Linked DNA regions of Mus musculus: all the other regions are linked to region 2. A link is a contact called in public HiChIP or PLAC-seq data. All regions are on one chromosome and are shown on one strand. Each heading gives the region's core, a stretch centred on a gene start, on an enhancer-like site or on the middle of the called end of the contact. The rest is flanking DNA. Distances are from core to core; before and after follow the strand shown.

Region 1 (4,438 bases), core at 409-2,908, 500 kb before region 2:
CCAGTCTGTCTAACAAAAGCCACAGGGTGGGAAATTAGATGTACCTTCAGCAAAACCCCCATAGATCCTCATGGGCTACGTTTCTCTCTCAGGCCAGTGATCTGCAATTGAGTGGATCTTGCCCAAACTAAGGCAGTGATGTATAGAGAGAAGGCATGGTCTAACCCAACCCCAAATCCCCCACACAAGAACTACCCTCCGTGTGCACAAGATGACAGGAAACTAGTTAGCAATATCTTTTCCATTGATACATGTAGTTCTCACACTGTAGATTTACTCTTATTTAAACAAAAACAATGGCGTTACCATATATTATTCACTGGCTAGGACTTTATAGTTTATAAAGCTCATTTGATGTTTTTAAGCCTCAAAACTCTTATGTGAGATATGGAGGTTGTAATTCTTTATGTGTTGACATATCAGGAAAGACAATGAAGATGACCTATCCAGAGTCACCTGGCTGCTAAGAAGAGCTGGACCATCTGACCCCCAGCTCAGAAGGGTCTGTGTAATACCATGCACCGGGGCTTTTTGGTATGCCTGTGAGGGGGAAGGAAAGAAAGGGAAACCTGGGCACTCGTGGTGCCGTATGAGGAAACTTGCTCTCCTCCATTGATAGCCAGATGCTTGACCTGTCACTTCACCAGCTGCTTCATGGGACATTCATCTCTTCTGCCCCCCAGCCCCTTTGATTGCTAAAGCCCCACAGACCCAGCAGAGCAGGATATTAATTAGCCTACCAAACCTCTATGGGCGGCAGCTTGCTCTCCTCACCGAGGAGTCCCTCAAACCCTATGCCTTCGGGATATCTCTGTTCAGGCCCAGCAGCCCTGGGGCTTTTCTTGCCTCAAGACTGCACTGCTATCTCTTACCTCTGTCATCCAAAGAACTCAAATGCACAAAGAATTAGTGGAAGCCTAGAGACGAAGGAGCCAGCAGAACTCATCTGCCTGTGACAACTTGCATCCCCTATATAGTATCTCTGGCCAGAGTTTTTCTAGGTGCTAGTTGAAGAGTTCTCACAGTGGGACAGTCAGTGTTACCTAGGCTACCACTGACATGATTGACACTAACTCTGGTGCTGCCAGGGTCACATCATCGTTTAATCCTTGTAGTCTGACCATTTGGGGAAGCCAAGATGCAGAGATGTAACTTGTCAAATCTCATAAAGAAAGTGTTTCCAGTCTCTCAACCCCTATCTCTTCACAGACCCTACCAATGGACCCCTCCAAAGAGGTGCCCAGCGTGGTGACTGCTTTCTAAGGAGGCTTGACCAAGCAAGAAGGGAGGGCTCCCCTCCCCCATTAAGACACAAATGCACCTTCAGCCACATTAGTTTAGGCAGTGGTATCAGACTGACAGCCACTTGCAGTCTTTCCATAAGCTCGGTTTCACGGGGCTTTGTTTTGTAGGCAGTTAAAAGGCTCTTTTCCTCCTCCCTGTGTGTGTGCAGCTGGCCACGGGAGCTGGACTAAACATTCTTACCTGTTTGAGTCAACCAGCTTCCTGAGAGAAACTCTGCTGCTCAGGCTGACCACGAGGTCCTGCCTTGGGCTGGCTATATGCCAAATTTTGGCAGTGACGCCAGAGTGGCCAGACTTCTGTGGAATTCAGCATCCCAGGAGGCTCTTGGTGACTGGAGACAGATCCCGTGGTAGCCAAACCCCACAGGGAATAAGCCCTCAGCCCCTAGCAGACAGCAGGCTTGTGGGAGGAGCCAGAGTGTCTCAGCCTGGCAAGGGACAGTCCTAGGGGACTCTCCTCCTGGCTTCCTCAGCCCCTGAGAAGTCTTCCATCCCCAGCCTCAGTGGAACCAGGGACAGGAGAAACTCTTCAGGCGCCATCAAGGGTAGCCAAGGCACATTCCCAGGCTCTGGCCTCTCTCCCCAAAGCCTTGGGAAGGGCACTTTGGGGCTCATTTTATCCTTGAATGTCTCACGTGTGTATTTCTGTGACTGAGGAGAGCCAGGGTCAGCCTGCATGGTGGGTGCCTCCTGTGAGGCCTGAGGGAGAGCACTGGCAAGCACCAGTCTAGATGCTTCACATGACCTCGGAAAGAGACTATCAATAAGGTTGGGACCAGAAGGCATGCATTCTTTTAGGACATGTGGGGAACTGAAGGCTAGAAAGGTTAGTTCCACTGTGCTGGAGCAACTGGGAATCTTGGTATAACATCTTCTACTACATACAGCATTGTGAGGTGTAAAGGACAGGTCACATAAAGGCCCATTTACGTGGGACACAGTAAACACTCGGGAAATTTCAGGAGAATTAAGTGGCATGTCTAGGGAGAAGTTTTAAGAGGGGAACAGTGGCCATAGGGAACAAAGATTGGAGAGATGAGTGGGGAGGATTAGGAAGCTAGTTTAGAGGGACCCTGATGCATGAGTGGCGTAGGTGGCCACCAACTGGCTTAATGCTTAAGTGTGTATCTCAGTGTCAGAACTCAGAGCAGGTCTTCTGGAACCAGTTAGAGTCTTGGAAGAAAGGGATGTTTTGTTGTTGAAGGTGGCTGACAGGTAAGATGGGCTTCCCTGCTGTGGGGTACTAAGGATAATGCAAAGGCCAGGCCTGGTACTGTATAAACTTCTATACAGTTAGAGTCATGTCATCATTGAATGGCTGAGCACTGGGAAGAGAACACTTCTACTTCAAGGGTATTTGAGCTAAAAAGTGGCCCTAGGGAGCAGGAGAGACATGGCCAGCCTCAGCCACAGGGGCAGTGCGGGGCAGGGAGGAGAGACATGGCCAGCCTCAGACACGGGGGCAGTGGGGAGCAGGGAAGAGATGGCACTGAGGTGGGAATAGGGCTTGGGGCCTTCTCCTGAGGGCAGAGGGCACTGAGAGGGAAACGGGAGGCCGACTGAAGGCACATTTAGCCCACTTTGCAGCCCAGCTTGTGGAGGCACACTCTGACATCACCATCGGCCCACTTGGCACACTTTGGCTTTAGAGAATGTTTCCGGCACACTGAAGACAAACCCCTAACATGAACTGCCTGAAACACAAATGTGAGACAAACGAAGTCACATGCATCTTTGATCCTGTCAGGACATAATCAGAATCCCAGCTGGGAGGAGAGGAAGCGTAGGAGTGGAGCCATGCCGTCAGGCAGACTATAATTCTGCGTTCTGAGACAGCAAAACAACTTGGCCTTGAGCACTTTACCAGTATTAGCATCTTACCCCCATTCAGGTCCCTCTCTCTCCGGCGGTACAGCCTAGCCCAAAGAGTAGATCAGAACCCCACTAGCTCCTGAACTGACCCCACCCTACGGTTCATCACGATTAGAAAGCAGGCACACATAAGCTCATACATCTACCCCACCCTACCCAGACCTCATCACCACCCCTCCCTAAGAGCCATGGGCAACCCAGTTGCTCTCCTTTCAGAAGCTGGGAACAGAGAGTAAGTACAAATAGAACCTGGATGTCAGGGTGAGGGGTGACGACAAAGCACAGACTTAAAGTTCCAGGTAGAGTAAGTCTACCATGAGCAAAATGGAAGGGGCATGAGGAGGCTATGGTGTCCATCAGTAATTCCAAGACCCACACTGCCAACTTAAGACCAGCAACAGCCCAGAGGCTGAGGGTCCTTGGTGGTCTGCACATCAGGATTTCCTGAGCAGGCCCTGGGACCCCAGCATGGGCTTCCACTGAACTTGTCTCTGGCGTTTGCTTGGAGCTTTGGTTTTATCTCTTGTGGTATTTTTTTGTTGTTGTTATTTTTGTCTTCCAGAGTGGAACACTTAAGGAACCGGACTCCAGCAAGACCCCTCCTCAGCGGCCACCTCCCCAAGGTTGTTTACAGTATATTCTCGACTGTAATGGCATTGCAGTAGGTCCAAAACAAGTCCAAGCTTCTTAAAGCGATCAGTAGTTAATTTTCAAAACAGAAAACTTAAGCCAAAAATAAAAAGAAGAGAAAAGAAAGGAAGGCAGGGAGGGGAGCGGCAGATGCTCCGCAGTACACTGCTGTGTCCTCTCAGTGCTGACTGGACTGTTTCTCCTATGCAGTGTCAGCCCCCTGTCTGGTTGTTTACCTGTCCCTGTTTGTGCTTGTAATGCTTCTACGTTCTTCTGTATAATGTGTGGTTCCAGGGCTGTTTGTTAACAGTGTACAAAAGAATCGTGCCTCTCTTAAGTCCAGTGGGACTGTTTTCTGGGTGGTTTGATCGTGTTTTTAAAGCATCACATTATGAGGGGTGAGGTCCTAGCCCTGGGGTGGTTGGGAGAAACAGCCACTACAAAGAGGCCCAGCTTCTCTCCTCTTCCCTCAGGCTCAGCCTCACCTTCTCGCACTTACCTCCACGAGTGCTTGGGTCTTCATTGAACTGTGTTTAACTTCCTCCCTGCATGACTAGGGTAAATAGATAGCACTTCTAAGAGATTTCCAAGGTCTACTTTTCATAGTTCCACCCAGTGAACTTGAAGGCATC
Region 2 (4,937 bases), core at 805-3,304:
AAGTTTGATTGGAATACAAATCCAATGTAAGATGATGCACTCTACAGTTAGAAAACGCATGCTTTCATTCAACACATGCAGGCTTCCAGAGTCCCACTAAGTGCTCAAGGAGTAAGATCTGAAACTCTGAACTGTAAACAGGGTTTACCAGAGGAGTGAAATAGCAACCTTTACCCAAATCAGTCTATTGTTATAAAAAATGAAAAAGGGGGCTGGAGAGATGGCTCAGTAGTTAAAACCATTTATTGCTCTTGCACAGGTCCTGGGGTCCCAGTATGCATGTGACAGCTCACAACAGTGGGTAACTACAGTTTCTTGGAGTCTATTGCCCTCTTCTGTCCTTCATGGGTACTGCAATATATATATATATATATATATATATATATATACACACACATATATATATATACACACACATATATATATACACACACATATATATACATATACATATACACACATACATATATACACACATATATATACATATATACATACGCATACATACATACACACACACACACACATATATATATATATATATATATATATATATATATATATATATACACACACATATACATATGTGTATGTGAGCAAGAAACTCCTAGATACAAAATACAAATAAATAATAATGATAAAATGTAAAAAATTCCAATTTTGTCTCCACTGTCATTTACTAAATAACTGCCTAAGGTGCCAAGTGATTGCTATATTTCTCCCTGGGAGTATTCACAGTCCCCTGAAGGGCTGTCTCCCCTTCTCATTCATGAAACAATGACTTTCTTCTGGGATGGCCACATAGGTGTGAGCGAGACAGGAGCAAGAAGACTAGGAGAAATGTAGAGGTCCCTAGCCTCCAAGGCTTGGGACTTTGTAGCCACTGTTCAGTCATCTAGAGGAAGAGAAGTTGGATTAGGAGTCGGAAATCAAAGATGTAGCAGATGTCTCATTTAAATCCTTCCTTTCTTTATCTTTTTTTCTAAAGACAGGATCTATGTAGCCAAGGTTGAAATTTTGATCCTCCTGCCTTCCTGCCTTCACCTGCCAAGTTCTGGAATTGCAGGTATGAGACACCCCAGCCCCCTAGATTTCCTTTTACCAACCTGAGGGTGTGGCTCTGTGGTAGAGAAGAACCAAAACAGAAATTTTAATACATTTAAGATAAAACTTTCTTAACCAGGGTCTTGGTGCATGCCTTTAATCTCAATACCTGGGAGAAAGAGGCAGGCAGGTCTCTGAGTTTGAGGCTAGCCTGGTCTACAAAGTGAGTTTCAGGGCAGCAATTACTATACAGAGAAACCTTGTCTCAAAAAACAAAAACAAAAACAAAAAAGAAAAAACAAAACAAAGCAAGAAAGATAAAGGTTTCTTTTATTCCTTTGAGTAACTAAAAATAGCCAGCAGAGGTTGTGTGACTCCCCAAGCTAGGTAGCAGAGATTTGAAGCGACACTTCCTTTCCAGTTTAAAGAGTCCCCCTAAAGATCTACGCGCGCGCGCGCGCACACACACACACACACACACACACACACCTCCTAACTGGGGAAAACTGTGATCAACTTTAGGGAACAGCTATTGCTCTCGGCTTTGGGAACCTGAAGTCCGTCCTTAATTCATCTCAGGTTCTTTGGCTGTGTGGAACCTGGTAGAATCTGGAATTGCCATCCCATGTCCCTGTTTGCATGAGTGCCATTGAGAGAGCAAAGTCAAGGGGTCTTCAAGGCACAATCGGGAGAAGGCGTGGTCAGGGCCGGGTGGTGAGCTGCTGGTGCCCATGCTGAGCAGAGCTGTCCAGGAGAGGGGGCCAGGCCCGTTACTTCAGTCCTGCTCGGGACAGGAGGGGAGAGAGAGAGAGAGAGAGAGAGAGAGAGAGAGAGAGAGAGAGAGAGAGAGAGAGAGAGAGAGAGAGAGAGAGAGAGAGAGAGAGAGAGAGAGAGAGAGAGAGAGAGAGAGAGAGAGAGAGAGAGAGAGAGAGAGAGAGAGAGAGAGAGAGAGAGAGAGAGAGAGAGAGAAGGGGCGTGGCCGGTGGGGGAGGGGGCGTGGTGGAGGGGAGGGGAGGCCGCGCCGCCATATTCGATTCGACCCGCAACCCCGCGGCGCAGCCAGCATGAGTACCGGTGCCTTCTACATCTCCAGCCTGCTGGAGAAGATGACGTCCAGCGACAAAGACTTCAGGTGCGCCCTGTGGGGGCTCGGGACTCGTTTTCAGGGGTCTCAGCCTGTCCCGGCCGCCCCTCTGCTCCCCTGCCCCCCCCCTGCGGACCCCTGTGGGAGCCCCCGGCCTCTTCGCCTGGGCCTGGCTGGGCCTGCAGCCCCGCCCCCAGCCTCTTCCCGCCTTTGCTGTGCTGGCCTCTCAAGTCCCCAACACTGGGCGCCCCCCAGGCTCTCCAGTGAAGTCCCCGTCGGCCTCTCTTTGGAACCCAGTGCAGTCCTCTTCTGACCCTCATTGAAACAGGCCGCTTCCCTGCACAACCTCCATCCAAGGCTATCTTCCGAGACCCACACTTCTGCCCGGTCTCTAGGTTACCCCATCCCCCGCACCCTGTACCCCTACCGGGTCTCCTAACCCTAACAAACTTTACTTTTCTTTCATCTCTTTCTTTTCATCCCGTGCCTTTTCTCCCTGGCCCCTCATCACCACCCCATCTTCCTTATTCCCCTCCTCTCCCAAGATGGTTTAGAGCAGGAAGCAAAGGTTGGGGTGAGGGCTATCTCTCTCCCCCATTCTTTTTCTCCTATCCTCCTCTCCAAACACCACAGAAACACAGGAACAGAGTTGGCAAGAGGAATGGGAATATCTGATGCAGCCCCTCTTGCAGGGGAAACTGAGGTTCAGTGATAAAAAGGGGTTGTTGGTCAGTTGTGGACCCTCAAGTCAACAGGACAGTGCACCATTCTGAGTCTTCTGTCACAGTAGTTATCCCTCCGATTACAAACAGGGAAAATTAGGTTCAGGGACATGAAGGGCCTGGATACAATGCTAACGGTAGGGCCAAGCAGAGTTGGAGGTGTCAGTGGGATTCCCAATCTAGCCAGTCCGGAGGGGCCAGAAGCCTATTTGTGTGGTCTGACCTTTTCCGTGTCCTGTAAATACAGTCCTCAAAAATCTCTGTGCAGCCCTAAGCCCCACAGTGGTAGTAGGGCTTGGGATCCTTTGCCCTGGCTTCAGATCTCGGCAACCATCACTAACTAGATCTGTAAGTGATGGGCAAAGTACTCCATGCCCTCTGAGCCTTAGCTTAGCTGTTTGTGCTTTAGGTAGCAGGTAAGTGCTTTGTGAATGGTTGTCCTGACTCTGTGCAGGGAAACGGGGCAGGTCCTGGTAGACTGTTCTTTGTTCTTTGGGCCCAAGTTCTTTCTGTTCTCCAGAAGTCTGGAGGGGGCTTTGACTTACTCAAAGTCACATGGCCTGCCAGAGTTGAGGGAATGACTCCTGGGCCTATCAGGGAGTTGGCTCTATCACTCAGGGCCTGAGAAGCCCTTTAAATCTGTCCCTGCCAGCAGCGTTGAGGACACCTAAAACCACCCTGAGCATATGAGAATGGTTTCTATTTTTAAAAGTCTGAATACCAAGAGCCTGAGCCTCCTCCCAACCCCCGCCCCCCACCAGCTGTCCAGGCACCATGTGTCCCAGTGTCCTATGGTGCTGCCTCTCAACATGGCAGGAGACCATGGCTTATGGTTCCCAGCGGGGAATGTCTGACTGGGGTTCCAGGCAAGGGACAGCCAGCCTTGGTTCTCAGTTTTATTTGGGGATCAGACTCTTGACAGAGAAAACCAAGAACTTGAGAGGTCTGACAGGGATGTCCAAATCCTTTTTCACTGAGGCAGTGCTGTTTGAGGATTCAGGTGACCTACCTCACGCTGGTGCTTCGTAACCTCTCTGAGCCTGCTTGCTCAGATTGACCTATTAAAACCCTCAAGGATGCTGTGGGAGAGGGGCAAAGACAATTTCCGTTTTATTCATGGAAAAACCGAGGCTTGGGGTTAAGGAGGCAGCTGGCCAAATTTTACCTCACTGATAAGACAAGTATGTTTACTTAAAGCCTCGCTCTGCTTTGGAGCTCTTGCTTGTCAAATTATTATCCCCACCACCCCAGCACCATGACATTTCCTCTGAGAGTGATGTCTGCAGACCTGAGGTGTTTGAAATGCTGCGGTATATTTGTGAATGTTGATTTCTGGGTTCGGGTTTCCACGAGGCCGCTTGGCTCTAAGCCAGTGGTTCTCAACCTTCCTAACACTGCACACCTTTAATACAGTTCCTTGTGTTGTGGTGACCTCCAACCATAATATGAATTGGTTGCTACTCATAACTATAATTTTGCTATTGTTCGGAATGGTAATGTAAATACTTGATGCAGGATATCTAATATGTCTCACACACACACACACACACACACACACACACACACTCCAAAAAGGGGCCTCGATCCACACCTCTGCTCAAGGTCTGTTGAGCACAAACTCTCCTGCCCTCACCCTGCTCCCTTGTCAGACCTGTTCCTTGCTGAGCTTGGAGTATTAGATGTGAGCCTGCTGAGCAAGAGTATGTGTGCACGCACATGTGTTTATGTGTGTGCAAGATATGTGCATATATTTATGTATGTATGTTTGTTTGTGTGTACATGTGTGAAAGTATATGTATTCATATATGTGTGTGTATGTGCATGGTATGGGGGTTATTATGTGTATGTGTATATATGTGGGGATATTATATGTCTTTCTGTGTGTGTGTGTGTGGGTGTGTGTGCATGAAGTGTTCTCATACATTCGCTGTATGGGAGAAAAGTGCTGTCAAGGAGGGGTGCAAAGTCCTGAAGTGACTATCTAGGGAGACTGTAATGCTTAGGTGTGTGTTGGTCAGGGTGATCAGGATCACCCCTGAAGCAGGAACATTTGCATCAAACTCTTTTTTTTTTTAATTTATTTATTT
Region 3 (4,883 bases), core at 85-2,584, 420 kb before region 2:
ATAAAAAAGATACCCTGTTAAAAGCAGGAGCTGTATCTGACTCTGCTACCTGCCTGCCTTTGGAGCCCTTTCCCCTTAACCACAATAGAAGATGAGCCTCGTCCTATGGCAACATGATTTGCCAAAGTGGATTGATATCCATGGGAGGTGTCCCTTTTTCTGAGGAGAAAGGGAGGAAGGGAGGGTGACAGGGAGGTGAGGTGAGAGAGAAGGAGGGACTGAGAAGAGAGGAGGGTGGAGAAGCTAGAATCTGGATGCAAAAACAAACAAACAAACAGGAAAAAAACCTCAAAACTCTTCGGGGGAAAAAAGACATCAAGAATTAGTATTCCACTGCCAGGACTCAGAACAGTTCCTGTAGCTGTGCTTTCTCATGACCATGGTGGGCCAGCAAAGGCCAAAAGCGCCCCTCAAAAGTGAGATGAACTCACCTGAGCCCACCTCTTGGTAGACTTGTGTCACTAGTCTAAAATACAACAATAATTAACTTGCAAAAAGAAAGGAAGGAAGGGAGGGAGGGAGGGAAGGAAGGAAGGAAGAAGAAAGAGAGAGAGAGAGAGAGAGAGAGAGAGAGAGAGAGAGAGAGAGAGAGAGAAGAAACAAAACAAAAACCCATAAAGAAATCTAGATGGAGCCTAGCCAAGGTGACTGAGGCTGTAATCCTAGCACTTATGATGCTGAGGCAGGGGAATTGCTAAGAATTTGAAACCAGCCCAAGCTACAACTGTAGTCGAGGTCTTTCTATGTATCTGTTTCCTCATCTGTAGTTTTAAGATAATGTTTTGATACTAATAAAGACTAAAGTTAAAAACTGATAGTCAAATGGCTCATCTGACGGTGTCTGCAGTAGGTGTTCAGTAAACTGCCCTGAACTATCTAGCCTCTCACCAAAGCCACCAGTTGCCCTCACTGTCACATGACAGTGCTCTCTTACTCCCTCTCCCGCTCCCTCTTGGGCCCTCCCTCCCTTTTCTGCCATCACTGTTTCCTCCCCTTCTCCCTTTTTCCTCCCCCTACATCTGCCTTCTCCTCTCCCTCCTATTGCTCCACCATTTCCTCTGGAGACAGATTTCCTTAAATCACCCAGGCTACCACTGAACTTGAGAGCCTCCTCCAGTGGCCTCACAACTAAGAGTACAGGCCTTCCCCACAGTGCCTGGGCCACACCTATTTTTCTTTCTTTCTATCCTTTCTTTCTCAAGCTCACCCTCCTCCTACATTGGACTCTTTGAGGGTAGCTTCTGTCTTTCATGCTAACAGAACACAGGACAGAGGACACACTCTGTAGAGTTGGACAGCCAGCCCTGGCCCAGCCCACCATTCAGCTCAAGTAACCACGTGGCTGTCTTAGTCATACTCCTGTGAGCCTAGAATTTAGCCAGATGATGTTGAGATGGCTCAATAACATTCCAAAGAATTTACCAAATAGTCAATTTGCTCTGAGGTAATTAAGAGTTAACTATATACTAGAGTCCAAGGGAATCTAGCCAAGTCAATAAATTACTTACTGTTTACCGAATACCAACTGTTTCCTCCACACATTGAATATGTTTATGGTTTCCACAGCTTGCCTTTCTTACCGAAAGCTATTGGGATTAAACATTTTTTTTTCCGTGAGAAGGAAAAGATTTTTTGTGTGAGATAGCATCTTAAGTGACAGCTCTCAGATGGTTGGGAAGGCAATTCTCTGCCTGGACCGGAGCTTAGACTGTGTAGTTCACACAATAAAACAAGCATTGGCTATCCAGCCTGAACCTTGGACTCTGGGATGTTTTTGGGTTTTCCATCACAGAGATGGCCCAAAACTTTCTTGTGTATAAGAAGTGCTGAATGATGGAAGGAGGAACAGCAACTGGATTAGAAATGAGGAGGTTTTTTTTTTTTTTAATTAGATATTTTCTTTATTTACATTTCAAATATTATCCCGAAAGTTCCCTGTACCCTTCCCCCGCCCTGCTCCCCTACCCACCCACTCCCACATCTTGGCCCTGGCATTTCTCTGTACTGGGGCATATAAAGTTTGCAAGACCAATGGCCTCTCTTCCCAGTGATAGCCAACTAGGCCATCTTCTGCTACATATGCAGCTAGAGACACGAGCTCTGGGGATACTGGTTAGTTCATACTGTTGTTCCACCTATAGGGTTGCAGATCCCTTGAGCTCCTTGGGTGCTTTCTCTAGCTCCTCCATTGGGGGCCCTGTGTTCCATCCAATAGATGACTGTGAGCATCCACTTCTATATTTGCCAGGCACTGGCATAGCCTCACACGAGTCAGCTATATCAGGGTCCTTTAGTTCCAATTAAAAAAAAAAAAAGAAAAAAGAAAGAAATGAGATTTTGACTATTGAAGTCTTCCCATTCAGGAAGGCTTACAGAGGTAAGAGTCTACCTTGCAGTTGTTAGAGGACCTGAGTTCAATTCCCAGCACCCAGATTGGATGGCTCACAACTGCCTGCAGTTTTAGCTCCAGGGGTGTCTGACACCTCTGGCCTCTGCTGACGTCTGCACAATGCACACACATACACCTTATTTCTAAAGGGTCAAAATAAATCTTAAGAGTACTTCCAGGTTAAAATTATGGCTGTCCAACCCTACAGAGTGTGTCCTTCTGGCCCGTATTCTGTTAGCATGAAAGACAGAAGCTACTTGCAAAGAGTCCAATGTAGGAGGAGGGTGAGTTTGAAAAGAAAGGAAGGAAGGGAAGGAAGGGAAGGGAGGGAAGGAAGGAAAGAGGGCATGGACCAGGCACTGTGAGGAAAGCCTGTAATCTCAGAAAATTTTAAACTGGAACATAACATTAAAATATTATGCTTATTTGTTTGTTGTATATATAGGTTTCTATTCTCCAGTGTTAGATGAGTTAAGGACGTATTAAGTTCAGTGGGTATTAGGTATTGCCTAATCTTCAGGCACCACAAATAAACAACATTGGTCTCTATGTATTGATTCATCTACAAACATTACTAAGCTCCAGGCCCTCAAACATTTGATATGTAAAGTTCTAGGATTTGAGGCTCTTCCTGTTTGGAAGAGTGTGTTATTTTGAACATAATAGTAATTCAATAAATGTGTGCTGAGTCACTGATTAAATTTAGTGTAGAAAATACAATTATTTGGGCTCTTTTGAAATCGACAGAGAAATGCTGTCAGAAAAGTGTCACAGAACAGTGATGTTAGAAACCCTCTGGGTCTCAGCACATGTAAGTTCCAACCCTGGACCACAGTGCAAAACTGAACCAGTCTCTGAATGCCTTTTGAGCGAAAGAGAACACTATAGAAAGGAGCTGAACACACAGGCCAAATGCCTGTTCTTTGGATTACTCAGACAGCTGGGCCTTTGACCCCAAGACTGGGGAAAGAAATGGTAAGCAGGTCTCCAGTGGCTTAAGACCAGCCTGTTCTATAGAGAAGATCCTGTCTCAAAAAAAAAAAATCCAAAAAACCCCAAAACAAACAAACAAATGACGACGACAAAACACACACACACACACACACACACACACACACACACACAAACCCCAAAGAATTTGCTAAAAATAAAAGGCTCAGGGATGCACCATACAGGAGAATGATTTATGAGTGTAAATCATGATGATATCATAGTATTATGAAGCACCTGATTTCATATTCAAGATGGAAGACTTGAGTAAAGCCATGTGCTTACCTATACTCCCTGTCCCAGATGCTCTTGAAAAGATCAAGGCCACTGCTGGACACTTTTCTGTGAACTAAAGAGAGGCGAGCCCTTCTTTCAGGAGGATGAACAAAGGCCTTGGATTTCAGCCCCTTTTTGTGCTTGGTTGGTTACTTTCCTGCAGAGTCATAACGTACCTAATACAGGATGATGGAACATGGCAGAGAAATGGAGAAGGCTAAAGTGAAGACAAGCAAGCTTCTACCTGGTAGGGGGAGGTTACAGAGAGAGGCTGTTTCTCAGCTTTCTTGTTAAATAGATTTTTATTGAGATATAATTCATATATAATAAAATTATCCTTTTCATTAAGTAGTTAATATATTTATTTTATCTTACTATGTAGCCCATGCTAACCTTGTTTTCCCAGTCCTCCCTAAGGCTGTGATTCACCATACCCAGCTTAAATGCACGATTTAAGATTTTCATATAAATCATCGCTGTCACTCTCATCGTAGAGTAGTGGTTCTCAACCTTCCTAATGATGCAACCCTTAAATACAGTTCATTATGTTGTGGTGACCACAAAATTATTTTCATTACTATTTTCAAACTTTAATTTTGTTTCTGTTATGAATCATATTGTATATGTGTGTTTTCTGTCTTGGGCATTGAAAGGGTCATTCAAATCCCAAAGGGGTCTCAACCACTGTTCTAGAATATGCCATTACCCTCAGAGACACTCTGTGTCTGTTACCTGCCATTCAGTTTCCTTCCTGCTGTCCCTGGGAGCCACTCATCCACTTCCATCTCTGTGAATTTGCCTGCTGTGGTCATTGCCTTGTAAAAGGAATTTTATACCCTTTGAGGCCTTTGTGTCTGGCTTCTTACACTCCATATGTTTGGGGATCATCCATATTGAAGCACCTGTTAGTTCTTCATGCCCAGGGATGTGGCCAAGGGTATAGGGATGGTACCTGGGGCCCTGAGGATACGAGCTTAGCACTTTACCACCACTCCTTCCTCCCTTTTCTGGCTGGATGATGACCTATCCTGAGTTAGCCATGTCGTCTGCTCGCCTGCCAACAGACAACAGTGTTTCCACTCTGCCATGATTGTGGATAACGCTGCTGCTGTGAGTTCTCACATACAAGCTGTTAGACTTCTGCGGAGGTTTGTGCAACCTCTGGCATTCAAAGGCACCTATACACACATGGCGCATATAAAAACTCATGCACACATACATGTAAATA

What was found. HiChIP or PLAC-seq counts read pairs in DNA pulled down with a chosen protein or histone mark.
Region 1: a FOXA1 HiChIP or PLAC-seq map of pancreatic cancer cells shows a contact between it and region 2. The contact joins the enhancer-like site here to the promoter of Cand2 in region 2. A contact is called at or near these places in 8 of 39 promoter capture datasets (the 3T3-L1 cell line, embryonic stem cells, frontonasal cranial neural crest and 4 more), 1 of 484 Hi-C or Micro-C datasets (the N1E-115 cell line) and 2 of 115 datasets of contacts at active chromatin or transcription factors (the NIH/3T3 cell line and pancreatic cancer cells).
Region 3: a contact with region 2 is called in an HNF4G HiChIP or PLAC-seq map of pancreatic cancer cells. The contact joins the enhancer-like site here to the promoter of Cand2 in region 2. A contact is called at or near these places in 6 of 39 promoter capture datasets (the 3T3-L1 cell line, cranial neural crest, embryonic stem cells and 3 more) and 1 of 115 datasets of contacts at active chromatin or transcription factors (pancreatic cancer cells).

Annotation. Positions count from the first base shown.
Region 1 is chr6:115,270,458-115,274,895 of GRCm38.p6, forward strand. It overlaps Syn2 (synapsin II), which reads left to right. Exons shown (of 13, transcript NM_001111015.1): 11 at 3,739-3,799. Among named protein-coding and RNA genes, the nearest start is that of Timp4, 20 kb to the left of the region's middle. Within about 2 kb of position 1,659, at least 87 of the 459 cell types and tissues checked have an H3K27ac peak or open chromatin away from gene starts, as enhancers often do. A contact at or near this core is called in the N1E-115 cell line, the NIH/3T3 cell line and pancreatic cancer cells, where this site is marked.
Region 2 is chr6:115,772,503-115,777,439 of GRCm38.p6, forward strand. It overlaps Cand2 (cullin-associated and neddylation-dissociated 2 (putative)), which reads left to right and starts at 2,055. Exons shown (of 15, transcript NM_025958.2): 1 at 2,055-2,176. The coding sequence starts at 2,109. It overlaps Mir7660 (microRNA 7660), which reads left to right and starts at 3,155; the gene lies at 3,155-3,217.
Region 3 is chr6:115,348,562-115,353,444 of GRCm38.p6, forward strand. No RefSeq gene overlaps it. Among named protein-coding and RNA genes, the nearest start is that of Pparg, 11 kb to the right of the region's middle. Within about 2 kb of position 1,335, at least 30 of the 459 cell types and tissues checked have an H3K27ac peak or open chromatin away from gene starts, as enhancers often do. A contact at or near this core is called in pancreatic cancer cells, where this site is marked.